2 separate regions of the Mus musculus genome follow, and region 1 is linked to region 2. The links are chromatin contacts, called in public Hi-C maps. All regions are on one chromosome and are shown on one strand. The core of a region is the stretch at or near the end of the contact, and the rest is flanking DNA. Distances in the headings are between cores, read along the strand shown. Region 1 has its middle 14 kb from the start of Gm26207. Region 2 holds the start of Kank1 (KN motif and ankyrin repeat domains 1).

Region 1 (3,058 bases), core at 248-2,747, 200 kb after region 2:
TCGCCAGGAGTGCCGAGGGCCACACACGACCTAGGATTCTAGCCAGCAAGGATGCTCTCCCATGGTCCAGTGCTTTTAGGAGGTGGGACAGAATTGGATGTACTTCCCATTTGATTCTGACGTTCGCCTTTTCTCTCTGCCAGTGCAATTTTCTCTGCCAGTGCAACATTGGTGCAGGAATGTGTCAACTCCAGATGGACGCTTTAAAAGTCTAGCGTAAACCTATAGCGTGATTTAAAATTTCCAGAGCCATCTTGAAGCTGGTTCCTGAAATGTGACCAAGGCACTTAGTTGGTGTAGGCAACAAAGAACCAACCAGCAGAGGACTCCCTGGCAGACAGAACACCAAAGTTTAAGTGACTGTTTTCTATGCCAGGAATGACACACATCCTTTCTACATGGAATAAAGGTCCCTACTGTGTGCAATGTATTCCTGGGCTACTTCTTCTTTTTTTTTTTTTTTTAGGTATTTTCCTCATTTACATTTCCAAAGCTATCCCAAAAGTCCCCCATACCCTCCCCGCCACTCCCCTAACCCCCCCACTCCCACTTTTTGGCCCTGGTGTTCCTCTGTACTGGGGCATATAAAGTTTGCAAGTCCAATGGGCCTCTTTCCAGTGATGGCCGACTAGGCCATCTTTTGATACATATGCAGCTAGAGTCAAGAGCTCAGGGGTACTGGTTAGTTCATAATGTTGTTCCACCTATAGGGTTGCAGATTCCCTTTGGCTCCTTGGGTACTTTCTCTAGCTCCTCCATTGGAGGCCCTGTGATCCATCCAATAGCTGACTGTGAGCATCCACTTCTGTGTTTGCTAGGCCCCGGCATAGTCTCTCCTGGGCTACTTCTGTGTAGCCTGGAAGTCAGATTGTATCTTAGACTTCTATAGCTCTAGTGCCCAGAGAATTCATGAGCTAGTCCCTGAGGTTTCCGTTTACAGAGTCTAGCAATGGCCCAGGAATCAGCATTCCCACATAGTTCCCAACTGCCAATGCTGAGCTAGAGGCCACACAGTGACTACAACCCTCACTGTAAGTCGCCCTTCCCTTACCTCAGCTGAAGGGGTCTATCTGGAAGGAGTGGGGCTGAGAGGTCACCTCAGGGTCCATATTTGTCACCTGCGGATGTCTCAGAAACTAAGTCTTAGTAGACACAGTGCTCTTTGTAGAATTTGCGCTCCTCAATTGAAAGATACTTCTGAAAAGATGCCTTTACCTATGAGAAGCCTTCTTTTACTGCGGCTCAGCCAACACATCCCTTGTTTATAAACCCTGCATTCCTCTAGACCTGGCTTTCAGAACTTGCCAGTGCTCCTGACTGAAATCATAGCAGTCTTATAAAAAGACAGAAAATGGCTACATTCACTCAGACACTTAGACACACACCCCCTCCCAGCTGCTCATCCCAGAGTCCATTGGTGCTTTGGCTCCCTCCCTGATGAATGCCCCTTTAGAGCCTGGGAATCCCAGTAAGGAAGACCCAGCGCACCACACAGCTGCTCTCTTCTCTCAGCAGCTGCCTCTGAGACCTCCCCTGTTCTCATTCTGTCGCTGGCCCGAAGTGCACAATGGTCCTTCGACAGCCAAGACAGCGGCCACCCTGGACATACATGCATGCCAGCAGCTGAGACAGACACATCTGTGAGGCAAAGTCACAGGAGCCTTTGGGACTAGGAGCCAACTGAGGGTATCCATTGTTCCGAAGGCACACAGAGCATGCCACAGCTCTAGAGTGAAAGACTGAGTTAAGATGAGAAAGAGGCAGAAGAATTCAGTGTTTCGCTATGACACTGGAGCCAACGTGGTTATATCTTTCCTGTCTATAAATTAATCCCTAAGACTCCACTCTAGGAAGTACAATCACTGAGACTGACTGATGGATGACCTTGATGACCAAAGGAACATCAATAAAGTGTGAGCCATTCAATCACTGTCAGGATATAAGGCCAGACACATAATCAACGCTCAGAGTCTGCCTCACAAACTCTTGATCCTGGTCCTTATGGGTTTTGTTGGTTTCAGTTTGCTGGCTTTATCTATTTAGATTTGGTTTTTGGTTTTGGTTGGTTAGTTGTGGGTTTTGTTCAGAAATAGTCTTGCTGTGTAACCCGGATGACCACTTGGAATTCACCATGTATTGCAGGCTAGCTTCAGACTCATGATAGTCTGGATAATTGCCTGCTAGGACTACAGATGTGAATGACTGAGTCTAGACTGCAAAATGTTTTTAAAGGTAGAGATTAGCTTTATCTTGATGTGCCAGAGTTTAGGGACTTCAACTAAAGAGAACAATAGTCCTGCAGTCACCAGAGCACAGGGTCTTAGACTCAGGGATGTGCTCGGTCATAGTTTTATCTTTGTTTCTAACCCATATTAATATTAGGAAAGCAAAACTCTGCCTTTGCTCATTAGCGACCCTTTCAACTATCTGTGCACTCACTAACCACTTCGTGGAGAAGAACTTGGTCCCATGCCAGCATGATGAATGTTGGTCCAATCAGTGACCTGCTCCAACTGCATAGCAAGAGCATTATCCAAATCTTTGGAAATACAAGGAGTCACGTTTGTGGGCTTTGGCTCCAATTTGCTTGATTCCTTTTCTCCTAATGTGTACCTACCTACTCTGTCTCTACAAAGATATTAGGCATCTCTATAGAGTTAAAAGCCCACAAGAGATGAGCAGTGTACAGGAACCTGCTTTAGCAGAGTGAGTTGTTCCTAATAACTGTTTGACAAGCTGGTCCAGTACCCTTGCCCATATTAGTGCCCCAGAATCAACGAACGGTCCCTAAGCCTGGGTAGCATATCACGGTAAGCATTCTCTGCTCATGTGGGGTCCATGATGGGGCTCTCCTGACCTTAGCCAGTCTCATATCTTTTTACCACTGTAGGCCGCTCAGGTCGGGCATCAGAGAAGACTTGATTTCATTCTCATGATCCCGGTGTCCAGCCTACACATGTTCTCATGGCCATCCAAACATGCAAGAGACAGAGGGACACGATTTAGGAGGCTTGGGTTTCATCGGGCACCTCATCATTTCCATGACATTGTACTGGCC
Region 2 (2,700 bases), core at 1-2,500:
TGTGTGTGTGTGTGTGTGTGTGTGTGTGTGTGTGTGTGGTGGAGTGGGCACGAAACAATCGAGACGATCAGAACCTTCAAATCTGTCTTTATGGTTGTTTTAGCAATACCCATTTTTCATATAGCTCAGCCTGGCCTGGAACTTGCTATTTAGCAAAGGATCCTCCTCGCTCCAGATTTTTTCTTCTTCTTCTTCTTCTTCTTCTTCTTCTTCTTCTTCTTCTTCTTCTTCTTCTTCTTCTTCTTCTTCTTCTTCTTCTTCTTCTTCTTCTTCCTCCTCCTCCTCCTCCTCCTCCTCTTCCTCCTCCTCTTCTCCCCACCCCCTTTCTTCTCTTTTTGGTTTTCTGTGTAGCCCTGGCTGTCTGGAACTCACTCTGTAAACCAGGCTGGCCTGGAACTCAGAGATCCGCCTGCCTCTGCCTCTCAAGTGCTGGGACCAAAGGCATGCAGCATCACTGCCCGGCTTCCAGGCTTCTGTTATGTTCCCCAGCAGTTATGTTGTTTTTGATCACTGGACTCTCTGTCTTTGGCCATCTTCTTGAAAGAGGACTTGTGCCTCAGTTCCCAACTCATCTCTTGTGGATCTACTGCCCTTTCTTCTGATGAAGCTTTTAGGGACAAGTGACTTCTTTCTTGTGCTCCACACCCTGTAGCCAGGCCTTGTCAGTTTGGACTCCAGACTCCTCACTCTGCTAGGAGTGCTGGAAGGAATGAATCTAGGTCCCTGCGGCTTGCTAGTTGGCTGGAACTTTCCATCGGCTCCAGAGCGGACTTGAAACCTCGAGTCTCCTACTCCATTCAGGTTCCCAAGCCAACGTCTTAACGGCGCCCGGTAACAGGCGCTATTAGGGTGCTACTCTGCTCCTGGCGCGCCCAGCTCCCAAGGTCGAAAACTTGCTCGCACCGAACCCCCTCCAGGGCGAATGGGAGGGTCGCTCGGGCGGGTAGGAACCAGTGGTGTGGAGGTGCGCCTAGGAGAGTCGCGGCGGCGCGCAGGCGCACTGGGCTCTCCACGGCCGGCTCTCGGGTACAAAGAGCGCGCGGTGCCTTGCGGACTTCTCGGTTAGAGCTGCAGCCGGTTTGTGTCCCTGCACTCGGTGGCTCCCGGCAGCCGCAAGTTACTCTTGCACGGCCACTGCAGGATTCTGCTCCGCGATCTAGTGTAACTGGGGTTTGAGTCTGGCGCTGCCCGAGGCCCCGCCCAGCGCTTCTCGGTCCCTCCCCGCGAGCCGCCCGCCCTGTGCCAGCTCCAGATTCGCGGCGCTGGAGGTGAGTAGTGGCAACGCTGCGCTCCTGTCCCCTGCAGGGACGATCTGGGGCGCCTGAACTCCGACTCTACCCTGAGCCAACAGGGTGCCCAGCCTCACACTCTTGGCGCGTGCTGGAGCGCACGGCGACACTGGCCCTGAGATTGCCCTGGGAAGGTCCGTGGGGTTGCCTTGGCTAGCAGTCGCCTGGGATCACCGCTGGCGCTCGAGGGGGCGGCGCCTCCCGACCTGGAGTGGGGCGCGCTGGTCCTTTGATACTAAGCCGTCCTTTCGGAGCCGGAGTGCAGTGCAGTGCAGTGCAGCGCCCTTTTCCGAGGCGTCCCAGGGTAAGATTGGTGTACCCTCTGGCAGTAGGAAGCGGCGATTAGTGCTCCTTTATCCCGGTCCCGGAGCGGCAGGTGGCCCTAGCTGGTGTTGCAGGGTCTGGGCGTGGGGGAGGGGTGGGTGCGGCCTTTAGGGGCCGCCCTAAGCTCCGGGACCTGCTTGAGTTCCTGAGGACCTGCAGTGTCAGGTCCAGCAGGACGGGTGGCAGCGTCCCGGGGCACACTTGGTCGCGCAGGTACGTGGGAAACCCCGCGCTCGGGAGCCGCGGAGCTGGTGAGTCTCATCCCCCCTCACCAGGTCCCTTTGCAACTTTCAAAGGCAACTTTTCGCGGGCGGTCCGGCCTGAGCTGACTCCGCGCGGCTGACCCGGCGCAGGCCTCGTTGTTCGCGTTGGCAATGTTCTGTGGCGTCCCCCAGCGCTTGTTTTCTGCACTTCTCTCCCGAGGTGCCTCTCCGTTCGTCTAATTAAAGTATGGAATCAGACCGAGAGCCCAAGACTAATCAGGAATGCCAATCCCCCGGATCAGTGACCTTGGTTGTCACCTGGGCTACTTGGGAACCAAAGCCTCCTTGCGTTAATTGCGAGTTTGTTAGAGTTGGCTTTTATGCGGTACTTAGTTATCTTGTTTCTCATTTCGTGCATCGCTCTCCAGTAAGTTGTTGGGCTCTTCAATGTTTAATCTATTTAAGTTTTATTTTAAAAGTTGGATGTAATACACATCAATATACTTTAAAATTCATGAGTCATTGGCTTTTCATATAATAATAAAATTATGCCATCAACAACGCTCCCACCTCTCCACAAAAACCATCTCCGGGACCGAGCGGCTGCTGTTTCTGTCTCTTCCCTCGGGTAAGAGGGATAGATAGATAGTGAGAAGACACGTAATCAACCTTCGGTTGTTTTACAGCTAAATTTTGGGAAAGTGCTGAGCAGGGCGGCTGCGGGAAAGTGTGTCAGTTGATTGGGGAGATTAAAAAGGGTGAGGATGGAGGAGTGTCTGTCTGCCCGTGCAGACATTCACTTAGCTGGGAATTCATTTAGCTTCCACGGGGGCCTTTGGTGATCTTTCTGAGCGAGGGTTGCCTCCTCCACAGGTCGTGCTAGT

What was found. Hi-C and Micro-C count contacts between places; a contact is called where the count stands out from the background.
Region 1: a contact with region 2 is called in a Hi-C map of cerebellum, with 2.5 times the contacts expected there. A contact is called at or near these places in 2 of 39 promoter capture datasets (both in the C10 cell line), 6 of 484 Hi-C or Micro-C datasets (cerebellum, cerebral cortex, cortical glia and 3 more), 5 of 130 datasets of targeted methods (embryonic stem cells, neural progenitor cells, pancreatic cancer cells and 1 more) and 1 of 9 other capture datasets (adipose tissue).

Annotation. Positions count from the first base shown.
Region 1 is chr19:25,438,459-25,441,516 of GRCm38.p6, forward strand. No RefSeq gene overlaps it. Among named protein-coding and RNA genes, the nearest start is that of Gm26207, 14 kb to the right of the region's middle.
Region 2 is chr19:25,235,725-25,238,424 of GRCm38.p6, forward strand. Kank1 (KN motif and ankyrin repeat domains 1) reads left to right here and starts at 1,251. Exons shown (of 14, transcript NM_181404.6): 1 at 1,251-1,593.